Linked DNA regions of Mus musculus: region 2 is linked to region 1. The links are chromatin contacts, called in public promoter capture Hi-C maps. All regions are on one chromosome and are shown on one strand. Each heading gives the region's core, a stretch centred on a gene start, on an enhancer-like site or on the middle of the called end of the contact. The rest is flanking DNA. Distances are from core to core; before and after follow the strand shown. Region 1 holds the start of Nfe2l3 (nuclear factor, erythroid derived 2, like 3). Region 2 holds the start of Hibadh (3-hydroxyisobutyrate dehydrogenase).

Evidence for each region. Capture Hi-C pulls out chosen DNA fragments and counts their contacts.
Region 2: a contact with region 1 is called in a promoter capture Hi-C map of liver, with 3 times the contacts expected there. The contact joins the promoter of Hibadh here to the promoter of Nfe2l3 in region 1. A contact is called at or near these places in 2 of 39 promoter capture datasets (embryonic stem cells and liver) and 1 of 9 other capture datasets (liver).

The regions. Positions count from the first base shown.
Region 1 is chr6:51,429,330-51,436,980 of GRCm38.p6, reverse strand. It overlaps Nfe2l3 (nuclear factor, erythroid derived 2, like 3), which reads right to left and starts at 4,312. Exons shown (of 4, transcript NM_010903.2): 1 at 3,568-4,312. The coding sequence starts at 4,074.
Region 2 is chr6:52,637,300-52,644,950 of GRCm38.p6, reverse strand. Hibadh (3-hydroxyisobutyrate dehydrogenase) reads left to right here and starts at 4,651. Exons shown (of 8, transcript NM_145567.1): 1 at 4,651-4,790. The coding sequence starts at 4,703. LOC115490472 (a small nucleolar RNA gene) reads left to right here and starts at 5,596; the gene lies at 5,596-5,717.

The DNA.
Region 1 (7,651 bases), core at 3,063-5,562:
TCTTTGAAACATATAGCTCTTTGATATATATATTCAACTCCACAAAACTGTTAATTTAATTTTTTATTATTTCTTTTGATGTGTACAGGTATCTGCATAGTGACATGCATGTATGTCTGCATACCCCGCATGTAATGCGGTACCTGCAGATCCTCTGGAAACGGTGTTACAGATGGTTGTTAGGCACTATGTGAGTGCCAGGACCCACTGCATCCTCTTTAAGGGCATGGAATGTATGCAGTGCTCTCGGAGGCAACAAGAAGGTGTTAGATTCGCCTGGAACTGGAATAACAGACAGTTGTAAGTCACTGTGTAGGTGCTGGGAATGGAACCAGGGACCTCTGGAAGAGCTGTAAGTGCTCTTAACTCCTGTACCATCTCTCCTGCCACCATAGCTTTATTTCTTGAGGATCCATCCTTCCCTGTGCTGAGCCTGGGCTTCGTCAGTTCTAAGTGAACAGCCATGGTTATAAAAGGTATCTGTCAGCTCTGGGGAATTCCAGGGTCTGTTTTCATAATTATTTGTCCGTCTAAGAAATGAAATCAAAGCAGTGCTTGCTTTTGATACTTTGAAAAATCCCCTATTCTAAAATGTTTTTGTATATGCATATAAAAGCTGTGAAAATTGTACTCTAAAACAAGACTCTTCTATGACTCAAATGTAAGTCACTGGAATTATCAGGTGTCGGCCATACGCATCCACTCCCTAATAAGCAAGCTGGGCATAGAGACAAGTCTGAAGGAGAACAATAAATGTTTTCAACTGCAGATTTCAAATATAGGGGGAAAGAACAAGGGCGACTCAGACACCCTGTTGGCACTTAACCCTTGCTTTTCCCCTCCAGGAAAACTTCACTCTCCCACTTGTAGTGAGCCCCTGGGACTTGGAGTGATTCGAAGGGCCCATGGGGAATGGCATTATGTCTCTAGCCCATTTCCCCCAGAGTCACGGTCTTCATTATGAATGCACAGCCCGCTTTTCCCCTCTTTCTGTGTGTTTGTGTATGTGATTTTTACCTAATGTGTTGAGGTGGTGTGCCTGCATGTCTGTCTGTGCACCCTGTGCATGCAGTGTCCTCAGGGGTCAGAAGAAGGCGTCAGACCCTCTGGAACTGGATTTATAGATGGTTGTGAGCCACCATGTGAGTGCATGGACGCAAACCTGGGTCCTCTGCAAGGGTAGCAAATGCCCTTAGCCACTGAGATCTCCAGCCTACAATCTGTCTTTAAAAAAAAAATGCAAGTCAGGCATGGTGACACACACCTGTAATCCCAGCACTTGAGAAGTTGGGACAAGAGGAGTAAGAGGTCCAGGCCAGCCTGGTCAATAATGCTCAATAAAGCTAGTGTGGTTCGTGCCTGTAATCTTATATTAGAGGGGGAAGGGGAAACCTCAAGAGTTCAAGATCATCCTCGGCTCCATAGCAAGTTCAAGACCAACATTCTATTACAAAACACCCATCACCACCACCACCACCACAACAAACCCCAATTGAACATACCACAAACAAATTCTGCACCAGAAAGCAGTTGTCTTGGGGCAAGGAGCCAGGCTGAATAAGAAGCTAATTCACTCCATCGCAGACGCACTCTAATGGGGAGAGCTTGAGCGCAACCCATGCATGGTACTTAATTAATATACCAGTCTGGGAGACTGAAGATCCAGTTCTCAGTCCACTTCCGCCATTAACTATTGCATATCTTCAGCCGAGTTTCCTGACCTCTTTGGGTATTGTTTCCTCAAGAACAGACAGACAGACAGACAGACAGACAGACAGACAGACAGACAAGTACAGGGCATTTCCACCATGGCGCTGGAAAGGCCTCAGCAACTGATCAGCTTGACTGAAAAGAAACAACCCCCACACGGTTACCCTGGCCTTGCAGAAGCACCTGCAGCCCAGCCTGGGAAGGCACTGTCAAGAGAGTTGCTGGGGGTCTGGTGGAAGACTGGAGGGCATGGGACCACCGTGGCTTTGTTCTCTCCTCCTCGAAGAAAGACAGACTCCAGGTCGTCCTTGTGAGAACCATTGACACAGAGGGTAAGAAGGGAGAGGGAGGAGCTGCCGGACGCCTGGGTTCAGATTCTGCCCACCATAACTAGCTGGTTCTGGTACCTTGCACAAGTTTTTAAACCCGTGTTTCAGTTCCCAGGCCATCAGAGCTGCCTCCAAAACCAGCCCACCAGTCTAGATAGGTATCAACCAGGCAATGGTAGGAAGGAAGCCTTCAGAGAGAAAATCTTCTATTCCCTTCAAAGGTCTGTACACTTAGCAAGCTGGATGACATTTGGCTGTGAGACTGGTGTGGCACCACCTCGTACAGAATCCACCCAGGGTTTCAAAGTCACACTTTGCAGGACCAGAAAAGGTGTGGAGGTAGCAGGTACTCTCCTAAAATGAGAGATGCCTCTCCTCGGGTGACACCCTTCCCTCTTGGGAGTTCAGATCCATAGACTGGAAGAGGGAGTGGCTTCCTGTTAGTTCTAAACCATCAGGGGCCTATCACCGCTAGCACTAACCCCCACCCTATTAGCTCCCTTCCCAGAGAGGAGGAAGGGATCAGAACAGCCTAACAATGAATCACTAGCACCTCTCGCAATGACCCCTCCAAGAAAGGGTGGAGGAGCCCGTCAGACAACTGCCTACACAAACGGTGATTTTGAACAGCCGCAAACAAACCAGTTTAGTTCCAATTCCCATTTTGCACAAGACTGCTTTTCACAAAAACAACCTCCTACAAACACTTGTGGATTGACATCAGTTAACCTCAAGCACTGGGCCTAAAAGGGAGCCAGTTCCCCCCCCCCCCCACCCGCACCCCCTGGGAGACAGGAGCGCTTTAGTTGCCAGGTCTTTCCTGAGGTTTTCGCCCACAGATCTTGCAGAACTGTTTAGAAACAAAAAGTTCAGCTGCAGGGGAGCACCGGCAACCAAAGGGAACTTACTACGTGTCATGTTTATGTCAATTATGGATTTCACACGTCCCATTAGGGAGTATTCTCAGGCAAGGGTGGGATGGTAGATCACAGAGAGACCACCTGCACTGAACACCGAGCCTACTTAGTCCAGGAGCACAACAACACATCCACAAACGTTTAAACTCAGGGCAAGGATCGTGTCTCGGCTTAGGTGCGTGGTTCTTCAGAGAGATGCACATCTTCTCAGGGGCTGAGGCCTCCTTCATATTCTCTACTCCGGTACAGGTTCCCCATCAAGGCATCTTAATGCATTCGGGGTACGATTAAAGGCCACGTCCAGACAGCACCATTCCCTCTAGCTTCCCCATTACCAAAATACCCTCCACAGCCATCAAACACAAGGAAGGGTGGTCTCTGCACGCAATGGATTTCATACACTTTCCCTAAAAGCAAATCCCCAGAACTCACCCTCTTCATTCAAAAGGAGGCGGGGCACATTTGTCCCGCAACCTGTAACTACCTAGAGTAGGGAGAAAAGAGAGCCCGGGTGTGACCCTGCCTAGTCATCGGGACCCTAGAGCTCGGGGCCAGTTCTTTCTGCCCTGGAGGGCGTAGACGTGCTTCTCGCTTGCGTTTTTTTAGGTTACCTGGCTCCCGCATCCGCCTGCATCTGGCACCTGCGCCGTCGGTTCGGCCGCCTTCTCCTCCTCTTCCTCAGCGGCCAGAGGGCTGCTATGAGCCGCTCGGGGGTCCCCGCCGCCCGCGGATGCTGACTGGCCGCCGTCTCCCACGGCCGACGAGGCGGCGGTGCCGAGCAGCCCGTGGGCCCCGTCTGCGTTCCCAGTCGCCACGCTGTGCACTAGCCACGCGTCCACGCGGGTGCGGGGAATGAAGGGGACCCCGAGCGCGCGCACTTCGTGCAGCAGCCGGCCTTTGGCAGGTAGCAGGGGGGTGCGTTCCCAGCCTTCCGAAGCCGAGAAGGGGTTAGAAGCCGAGGCGGGGCGGGTGGGGCAGAGTGGGAGCAGCTCTTCCCAAAGTGCGGCGGCCGGCGGCGGCAGGAAGAGGTCCAGGTCCACACGGAGCCCTACCAAGCTCAACAGAATCGTGAGTTGCAGGAGGCCGCCGCCCGCCCACCAAGGCTTCGGGAGCTTCATCTCCCACGGTGCGCCGGGGATGCCTGTGTCCACCCGGCTTGGCACTACAGCCGCCCCTGTGGCACCAGCCGAAAAGACAATGGACCAGGGCGTACAAGGGGCCGTTGCAGCCTCACCCCAGCCAGGCACAAAGGCGCTCCCTCGGCTGCCCACACAGTGCCTGGCGCGGCCGGGGACCCAGAGAGGCGGAGGAGACACCTGCAACACCCAGCTCTCAGAACCCGCCCCATTGCCTGGCAACGCCCACAGTTAAGTCCCGCCCCCTTCAAACTTCGCCCCGCCCCGAGCCGCAGGCACAGCCCCTGGGACACACTCATATCTGTTCTGGGCTCCAGGCCTCTTTATAGGAGGAGTTTCAAAGCATTTTGGAATGGAAGCAGATTTAAAGCTCCCAGATGCCCCTGGCAGCCCTGTGGTAGTGACCTGGACCACTCTAGCTGAAAAAACCTATGGGTGGGAGTGGAGGAAAGTTGGAGAAGTTGGGAGGAGACAAGGATGTTTAAACTAGGGAGAAAGTAGCCAGTTTTGAGCACTAAGCACAAGTGGTCACAGGTGGGCAACTACTGGCCAGCACGGAGGGTAAGAGGAGTAGACCCTAAATTCAGATTGCACCCCCATCACCAGACAGCGAGGGTTTCTTAATAATCAGTGTTTCTGTTTCCTTGTCGGCAAAACAAGGAGAATAGTACCCCAAATAGGGATTCAGGGAGATCAGATGAAATCTACGAAAGTCAGGAATCGATACAGATTCCAAGCCTCCTTTTCAGTGAAAGAATATTATATAGACACATGCACATATCTACACCTTTACAGAGTCTTCACTATTCCCTAGACATACTTTGCAAATTGTTAGTCTTCTCTCATGGCATTTTTGCTTCATACCTGAGGGCTGAGAATACCAGCTCTACAGGACTTGTGTGTGTTCAAATCCACCAGCCCCAACACTGCTTTCTAGGTTGAACTTAGGCAAAATTTCACTTTATGTGTCTTTCCGGAGATTCGGGCAAACCATCAAGCACAGGCAGGAAGTACTCTATTATCTGTGGGTTGTTGCCCCCTCATCTTCTAAGGGGTAGCCCCCTAAAGCTCCATCCTCTGAATATTCAGCATATGGGATTAATCTCTCTCCCATCTGTTCTCCCACAGAGCTTTCCCCAGCTGCCAGCATTGCAGCACTTGGCCTATTCTACTTTGTGGTTTACAGAGGCCGAGGGTTAGTATGACTTGACTCTTGTAAACTCTTGAGGGCCAGGAACCTGTTTGGCTCACCTTTGTACCTACACAGTACCCAACATGGGCTTTGCAAGTGGAGATTTTACCAAGCCCTCCTGGTTCCCCCTGGGGAACCTAGCCCCACTTAGGGTTTGTCAACTTAGAAAATTTGTAAGATGCTCTCCCTTCTTCCTCCTTTCCTCTCCCTCCCTCCCTCCTTCCCTCTCTCCTCCTTCCCTTCCTTCTCTCCCTTCCTCCCTTTCTCCTTTCTTCCTTCTCTCCTTTCCTCTCTCTCTCTTTCCCTCCCTCCCTCTCTTTCTTCCTGGAGGTCTCTCCCTCCCTTTTCCCCTCCCTCTTTCCATTCCTCTCTCTTCTTCCCTCCTTCTCTCCTTTCCTCCCTCCCTCTTTCCCTTCCTCCTTTTCTCTCTCCCCAGGGGCTATCTAGTATGACAAATCTTGTCCAGCAAAAGTAGAAGCAAAGATTTTTGTTTTTAGGAGTTGCTAGGGATAGACTGCCCAGAGCTACAGACATATCCAGTCCTTGGTTTTCTGAGACAATGTCTCAATGTGTATTCCTGGCTGGACTCATATGTTCCAACCCCCTGCCTCCCTAGTATGAGAATGACAAGAAGTGTACTGCCATGCCAGGCAGAAGGTGTTTCTGCTTTAAGTCTTGAGTGATTGGGAATGAGGGTGCGTTTATGGGGATGGGGGTGATACTGGGATGATCTTGGCTCAGTAAATGTCTGCCACATTCAGCTTTTTATAGACTGATTTTCTCCCTCGTGTGCTGTTGGAGATTGCGAAGAATATGAGATGGGACGCCTGAGCTCAGTAGCTTGGAGCTCGTTAGGGGCGTAAGATGCTCTCCCTTCTTCCTCCTTTCCTCTCCCTCCCTCCCTCCTTCCCTCTCTCCTCCTTCCCCTCCTTCTCTCCCTTCCTCCCTTTATATAAATCTGTGAAATTCTTAGAAACAAGGATGGCACTTGAGTTCTAAAACACTGTGATGTAAGTGACTTATGGGTTTCTCTAGTACATGCTGTGAACCAAATAAGAATATAGATGAGCCATCAGTCATGGTAGCAACTTTCAGAACCTTATACATAGTTGGTGCCCCCAAAATGTTTCATTTCCCCCATGGTTGGGATGTAGCTCAGTTGGTAGAGTGCCTGACAAGCATGCACAAACCCGGGTTTGACAGATGGCAAGGGTTGGTTTCCTCCTTACCGTAATAGCTCCCAGGGATTGAACTCAGGCTAGCAGCTTTGGTGGCAAGTGTCTTTCCCCAGTGAGCCATATTCACAGCCCAAGTCCTGGAGTTCCTTCCCAGCAGCACATAAACTGGACAGATGTATGTGGTGGTTGCTGTCCACCTACAACCCCGGGAGCTCGGATGAAAAAGCAGAAGGATCAGGCAAGAGTTCAAACACAGACAGGGTTACGTAAGCCTTTGTCTAAGAAAGACTAAATTAATTAATTAATTAATTAATTAATTAATTAATTAGTTAAAAGGGTAGATACCACCAGGCAGTGGTGGCACACACCTTTAGTCCCAGCACTCAGGAAGCAGAGGCAGACAGATTGATTTTTGAGGCCAGTCTGGTCTACAGAGTAAGTTCCAGGACAGGCAAGGTTATACAAAGAAACCCTGTCTCAAGCTCCCTCCCTTGGAGGGGTGGGGTTGGGGGAAGGGTAGCTGGCCTGGAACTCAGTATGTAGGCTAGGCTAGCCTGGAATTTAGTGAGATGCAGATCCATCTACCTCTGCCGCTGGGCAGGGCTGCGATTAAAGTGTGTGCTACTACATTTGGCAAGCAGGGCATTTTTTTTTTTTTTTTTTTTTTGGTGTTTTTGAGACAGGGTTTCTCTGTGTAGTCCTGGCTGTCCTGGAACTCACTTTGTAGACCAGGCTGGCCTCGAACTCAGAAATCCGCCTGCCTCTGCCTCCCAAGTGCTGGGATTAAAGGCGTGGGCCACCACGCCCGGCTAAGCAGGGCATTTTTAAAAGTCACTTGTATTTATAAAATCCTTAAATCAATGTGTGGCTCCCTCTTTCTCCCTGGAGGCTGGTGGCCAACAGCCTGAGGGGAGAGAGGAAGCAGAAGCAGAGAACAGGGTTCGGAGTGGGGAGGGCCCTGAGTACGGACTGAATGACCTCCAGGAGACCCGAGACCACATCAGCGAGATGAGTCTACTTTAGGGGTACAGGTGGGAAGGGCTTATCGGGCATGGCATCAAGCGAGCAGTCAGGGCTGATTGGTTATAGTACAACACCTAAGTATCATGTGGTGGGAAGCCAGAGAAGACATGTGTGCTCAGTTATGCAGCCCGGCAGAGAGCTCTGTACAAAGTCACTTTTCAGACGA
Region 2 (7,651 bases), core at 3,402-5,901, 1.2 Mb before region 1:
GTGTGTATGTGTGTGTGTAAGAGTGTATGTGTATGGGTGTTTGTTTATGTATCTGTTTCTAAAGTGGTGTGGTGTATGTGTGTGTTTCTACAGTTGGGTGGTGGGTATGTTCATGTATATATCTACAGTTGTTTGGTGTATGTGAGTGTCTGTGATGTGTGTGTATATACAGCTATGTGGTGTGGGAGTGTATGTGTGTATATATGGATGTGCAGTTAGGTAGTGTGTATATGTATGTATGTATGTATGTGTGTGTATATGTCTATGGCTGGGTGGTATGTGTGTGTGTGTGTGGTGTATATGTGCATGTATATGTGTGTGTCTACAGTTAAGTGGTAAGCTATCTTCTACCCTAACATGCTCTCTGTCTTGCTGAGTTGCCCATGTCTCAGGTTTTACAATAAAAAAGAGTTTTACTGAATACTTTTTGTCTGTGACTCTGGGTATTTTCAAGATTTGGTTGTGAATCCTTTCTCAGTCTAAGGACATTCCCTACTGGGGGCTGTGAGAGAATGAAGAAAAGACAGAGACAAAGGCACATGTGGAAGAAGCAGGGATCAGGTGGGCTGGGCTTTCAGATGGAGAAACAGCAGCACCCCAGAAGCTCAGTGTGTTTATTGTAGAGAGTTGAACAGAGAGGCAGGGCTATTGCATACAGCTGAATCAGAAGGCAGGGTTATTACATACAGATAAACAAGGATGCAGTTTTTATGATATACAGCTGGATCAAGAAAATGTTTCTAGGGCTGGAGAGATGGCTCAGTGGTTAAGAGCACTGACTGCTCTTCTGAAGGTTCTGAGTTCAAGTCCAAGCAAGCACATGGTGGCTCACAACCATCATTGATGAGATCTGATGCCCTCTTCTGGTGTGTCTGAAGACAGCTACAGTACTTACATATAACAATAAATAAATCTTTGGGCTGGAGCAATCGGGGCTGGAGAGAGTAGGGCCGGAGTGAGAGCAGAGGTCCTGAGTTCAATTCCCAGCAACCACATGATGGCTCACAACCACCTGTATATCTACAGTGTACTCATATACAGAAAATAAATAAATAAATCTTTAAAAAAGAAAAAAAAAAAAAAGAAAATGGGGTCTAGCTAACATCTAATCTCAGCAGGAACAGTCTTACTGGGGTGAGGTCTTCAGGCCATAAATATCCAGGGCAGAAAGTTATGGTGGACATTTCTGGACATACTATTAACACCCACAATTGGACCTCAGAGTAAGGCTTTGTCTTTTCCCTCTTGGTCTCACCCTGGGAAGGCTTTGCCATTCCCATGGGGCTGAGGCTAAGGGTCCTTGACATGGCTGTACCCGTATCAACAGCACATGTCCTCTCAGAACTTTACTCAGGGATGAACGAGGAAAAGAAATAAAAGGAGGACATGACTGCTTCGTAGGGGTGGAGGGTTTTATTACAGATAGAAGGCTGAGGCAGAGACATCTGGGAGCGTCCAGAGAGGACATGACCAGTGTACTGAGCAGGGCCATGTAAGGAGAGAGGAGAGGGGAGGGGGGAGAGAGCAAAGGGGAAGAGGGGGAGGAGAGGGGAGAGGGGAGGAGAGGGGAGAGGGGAGAGGAGAGAGGAGGGGAGAGAAAGGAGAGAGGGGAGGGGAGAGGGGAAGAGGGGAGCAAGGGGGAGAGGGGAAAAGAAGGGAGAGGCAAAAGGTAAAAGGACTGTGTAATCAGAATGGTTGGGTTATGTAGGGAAGAGCAGCTGCTGGAAGGGCAGCCCAGCCAGTCAGTCCCTGGGCTGGAGACTTTAAGGTGGAGAGCTAGGTATACCAGCCAGGGTGACCCTAATAGGAACTGAGAGATGCTGGAAGAACTTGATAGCCAGAATCCGCTTTGCTGTTAAAAGGCCCCTCAGCACCTCAGCTAGCCATTTGTCCCAGGGTTGAGACCTAACAAGGCTTCTTCTGGTTCTCTCATTTGGTCCCTCCAGCTCTGGGTCTGGGATATATTAGGTACGTAAAGAGTCATGGGATGGGCAGGGTGCAGAGATGCACACCTTGAAGCCCAGCACTCAGGAGGCAGATACAGGTGGATCTCTAGGAATTCCAGGCCATCCTAGTTTACATAGCAAGTTCCAGGCCAATCCCTGTCTTAAATCCTAGCCTCCTCAACTCCCCGCAAGTCTAACCATAGACAGTAAACTGCCTTTCAAATATAATACAACCTTCAAGTCGTAAGGATTTTAACAAAGTCGCAGTACTTAGGAAAAGCCACCTTTGAAAATCCTTTGTGAAGCAAGTCAGCGCTTCTGGAAGGAGACAATAGTCTGCAGGATATGGGAATAAATTAAAACTATGACTTAGCCCTTTGTGACACTGAAACAAATAGAATCAAACTTTCAATATTGGATGAGTTCCATAGCCAGAGTGAAACCAAAGCAAACTAAACCAAACCACACATAAGAGGTGCTTCCCTTGCTCTCCCACAGTCCCTTATTCTTTCTACTCCTAGGGGGATGGTGTTCACAAGAGTCGGCCTTTTGTAAGAAATAACTCATTTTCAAGAAAAGAGCCCCATAAACAACCCAGAGAAACAAAAACAGTAGCTCACAATAAAAATGACAAAAGCAATCTGATTGGGCGTAAAATCTCAGGAGGACTGGGATATTAACTCAAGGAGCCGCGGAGATGAATTGATGTGTTGTCTCGTGTCGTAAACAGCTCTGCTGTGGGGGTCGGCAGAGCTGGGAAGCAGACTGCACTTCAGCAGTTAAATATAGAAACCTGTAGGGACACATTTATTGCTTGCAGAAAATCCATTCCAGTAAAACCTAAAGAAACCAGAATAGAGAGACATGAAATACTTCAGAAACCAATTAGCCCTATTAGGGATGGAAGCACCAAATCGAAGACTATCCAGTAGCTACGATGTTATTTGTTTGTTTATACTTGTTTTGTTTACTTTCTCTTTACATCTGACTTTCTTTTCTGTTTTTAGGGTGGGGCAGAGGACTGTTTAGAAGGGAATTGGTTTCCTATAGCTCCAGATGGGTCCTTGAACTCCCGTATGGGTTCCTGGGAACATTAATACCATGCCAGAACTCCTGAGCCTGCAAAAAAAAAAAAAAAAAAAAATTGACAATCTTAGTTTTCCTTTTATCAGCCCTGTGGGTGACTAGGAAGAGGCACTTTGCTTTTTAAAGGTCAAACTTGAATCCCTTGATTTTGCTTTTTAGGATGACTGCAGCACAAGGAAAATGAATTAAAACAAGACGAACACAGGTGTTTTTTGTCATTTTGTTTTGTTTTGCTTTTTTTTTTTTTTTTGAGGATGGAAGGTAGGCATCTTGGTTTTCTTATTGCTTGCCCTCCCCCTACCCCCCAAGCCCCATTCTTGCCTCTTGGCCTACTTTTCTTCAAAGGTTACAAGTCTTGTTTTAGTGTACTGAAGATAAAAATTCTCCAGTGGAAATTGAATACTTTGCGATTATCCTCAAGGAACAGATATTCAAATATGTATACTGTCTTACTTAGGGTTTCATTGCTGTGAAAAGACACTATAACCATGGCCACTCTTATAAAAACAAAACCATTTAATTGGGGCTGGCTTACAGTTGCAGTGACCTAGTCTATTGTCATCATGGTGGGGCACATAGCAGCATCCAGGCAGACGTGGCGCTAGAGTTGGTGCTGAGAGTTCTAGGTCTTGATCTGAAAGCAGCAGAAGGGGACTGTGTGCCACACTAGCTGTCGTTTGAGCATATGTAAGACCTCAAAGCTGGTCTCCACAGTGATGCCTTTCCTCCAACAAGGCCACACCTTCTCCAATAAAGTCACACCTCCTATGTGCCAAGCACTCAAACATATGAGTCTATGGGGGCCATGCTTATTTAAGCCACCAAATATACCAAATAGTCAAATAAGGAAAGATCAGCAAAATATCTGTTTTTATAATATACATATATACTACTTCCTGGGTTTAAATGTACCATTAGATTTTGGGTTCAAAAGATGCAGGTTGTAGAAAATTTTAAACATTGACGCATTTCTTGGAACTCAGTAAGTTCCTAGAAATTCTACTCTTCAAAGAGAACAGTGCTATTAAATTACTTCCCTACTACTTTTCAAATACGACTGGAAAAACCATTGAGTTGTATATCACATAGATTTCAGTTATTACACACATGGTAGATTCTGTGATTGTGTTTCAACAGACGCTGAAAATATATATGTTAACCCTGGGAGGTCCATGTATTTATTACTGAAGTTAAAAATGAGTCCCTATACTAGGAAACACAACATTTCTGCTCTTTCCTTTAATACTGCAGTAGCTGCGGTTCTTGTCTGGGAGGAAGAAAAACAATTAGCAGCCCAGTGAAGAGGCAGTTGCTCAGTGCAGGTGCTCGGAGGAGGCGGTAGTGAGCGACAGCCACCGCCTCCCACACACCCCTCAGCTTTTGGGTAAACAAGAATTCTCTCACCCAAAGGTTGTAAATTCAGCAGGAGCCGGAGGCAAGGCAGGGCGTCTATGGATTTCGGGATCCTGATTGGACTGTTCCCGACTCCGGCCACGCCTCTCAACACAGTGCTCCGCCCCGCGCTGGGCGGAGTCCAAGCCGAGCAAGGAGAGCGCGTGCGCGAGCTGTCCTTACGGAGGTGCGGGCCATCCCGGCTGCGCACACTCGTAGTTCACAGGCCGTGTGTGAGGCGGCGGAGGTCACGGCGCGGAGGCGGGGCGGGGGACAGCATGGCAGCCTCCTTGGGGTTCCGGGGAGCAGCCTCCGGCCTCTGGTACTGGAGCGGCCGGCGGCGGCCCGTGGGCAGCCTTGCAGCGGGTAAGGACCTCGCGCCCCATCTGCTCTTCTTCCTCTGGTCATCCGAGGAGGGCTTTTCGCCCGAAGGGCTGCGGTTGGTTTGAGGGTAAAAGCGACAATTGTGGTCGCCTCCTAGGCCTGGGCCCCCTTGTAACTGCCTCCTGAGCCGTCAGCCTTCCACTCCTGCCCTATGCCCGGCTCCAGATTGTTCAGCGTTTCCTCTGCGGGACCCAGGAACAGCTTGTGATGAAGGGAGGAATGTTTGGGTCCCTGGCGTGCGCTTTGGATTTGGGGCTCCTAGGACATTTGGAGGGCTCAGCTCCAGAGGTGACCCCACCGCACCCACCTCTGGGACCCCTGGCCTTCCAGCTCCCTGGCTTCACCCTAAGCGGGGGCTCCCTCAGACTTCAAGGCCTAATTTGTGTTTTAACTACTCTAGTCGGTGGCATGGCGGTATCCTAGAAATCCAGCAAAGTTTGTCACCCTTGACCAGCAAGCAGAGCGAACTCCATTATGAAATGGAGTTGTGCTGCCTCAAAGTGGTGGACTTTTGTCGAAATATTAACCACAATTCTTTGCCTCAAAGTTGTGTCTATAACCTAACCGACTACTATGCTGTGCTGCAAGTATGGAAAGTGACCAGGTTTTAAGCTTTTAGAGCGACATGAATATCTGAGAACTGCTTTTCACATGAGGATCTCCCAAGGCCTTAGAATGAGTAAATTGGGACTTCTCCAACAAGATCCAGGAAGTACCCCTTGTTTCTCCCTGACTCTTGGATTTTCTAGGACATCAAGACACCTCTTTAATTAAGAATTGGTTGAAATGGTCATTACCAAGGCTTTTAGAATGCAGTTTCTCATTTGCTGTGGACATGACCATAAAGAAAAATTCCCATGAGGGTTTTCATATGCTACTTGTCTAGCAGTTAACCTGTTGGGAACATGTGTTGAAAAAAAAAATTGGTTGATTTGTGGGAGATACCGAAGGATTTTTTTTTTTAAATGTAAAAGTTTATTTTAACAATGTGCTGGTTAGCACTATCATATACAGGACTAGCAAACAAAACACCGTTGCCTTTGCTTAGCATGCAGGAGGCTCTGGATTCAGGGTGCTTGTGTTCACTTGTTTTAATTTTTGTGTAAGAAATATGTTGGGAGTTGATTTCTGAGCAGCTCCCAGTCTTTGCCCTCAGGAAAAACTTATGAAATTTCTTTCTGCTTTGGAAGAGCATTTGTGTGCAATAGGTAGCAGATGACAGATAAGGAATTGTGATTAGCCAGATGCAAACACATGATTTTGGATATAATTTTTTTCTTTTTAAAAACACTTTGAAGGGAGCAGCAGTTTTCTTATCAGTGTACAACATTTTGAGATCTGATTAGTTCAGGATGATATATTTGCTGTTTAGTGTTTTTACAAGGTGACTAATGATAGTTTCTTGAACCATTCATGTACCTTTTAAGGGTTATGAAAGTTCTTACAATTCATGATAGGAGAGTCTGAGGCCAAAGCTTATAATCCTATGCTCTGACAGCAGGAAGGACCTGTCTCCCTGGTGCTGGGTAAACTGCCTTACCAAGCCATCTTGTGCTTGGGCTGCTCTGGCCCAAAGGCATGTGTCTATGAACAATTAATTTTAAGAAAAAGTTCTTTAGTGATGTCTTTGAAACACTCAAACAATCCCTTTTTACTTTGGAGTTATTTTAAATTAGTTATTTTAAACTAATATTAATGACAAATAGTAAACTAATTACAAAAAATGTTAATTTTTTTTGAGATTTAAATCTTTTCTAAAAATTGGGGAAAATACCTCATCTCCATGCAACTTTGAAGTGTAGGAAAATGTAGAAAAGGAACCATGTTCAATTACTAATACTTGATGTTCTGAATTCTGTGGAGGGATTTGCCTCCATATTATGTTTAAGCTATTTATAGAGAATAGTTGATAGTGTTATAAAGACCCATGTACTTTTTAAAAAATGAGACTTACAAGGTGTCAACTTATGGCAGCTGTAATACATTTAATGCATACCAGAAGAAACAGAGAAAATAATTTCTTTCCTGTTTCATAATTCATTTAATAAGCAAATTTTGTATTTTTTATAAATATTTTTTATTACGTATTTTCCTCAATTATATTTGTATTTTTTAAAAAAGATAATTGTACTTAGCTTTAGGTCTATTTTTTAAAGAGGACACACACACACACACACTTTCTTCAACTAACTTATTGGGACTCCTCAACATGTACATAGAAAAATTGTATCAGGACATTTTTAAAGACCACTTGACCAAAGGTGGGGTGGGAAATTGAATAGCACTGTATATAGAGTTGCAAATACTAAGTTTAAAAAACTACAGATGCCTTTTGTGTATGTGCTTGTATTTCTTGTATGTTTAGATTTAAGCTTTTTTTTCCTCACAGTTTTATCCATAATACAGCAATTTGTGATTATATTCACCCACATTCCCCTCTGTTCTACCTCCTCCTTTCCCTCTGAACCCCTTCTTGCCAGCCTGTTCCCCAGTCACACCATTCACAAAATGATAACCCTTCCAGCAACACCCATTAGCAGGCAGAAGCACTACAGGAAGGGTGGGTCCTCATGGGACCACCTCTGTGCATGATGGCCTGTTGAAGGGTCAGGTGACCACGATTGTAGCAGCTGGGTGGTGTCTGGATGGTCTTGTTCTGTGGCATTCCTCATCATCCTCTCACTCTTCAGCGCCCATGGTCCGCGATGTTCCCTGAGGCTAGGGGAGGAGAAGTGATAATGGTTTTGTAGAATGTACTCCACTTTTTTAAAAAAAAGATTTGAATCTCAAAAAAAGTTAACATTTTTGAGGTTAGTTTACTATTTGTCATTATTATTAATTTA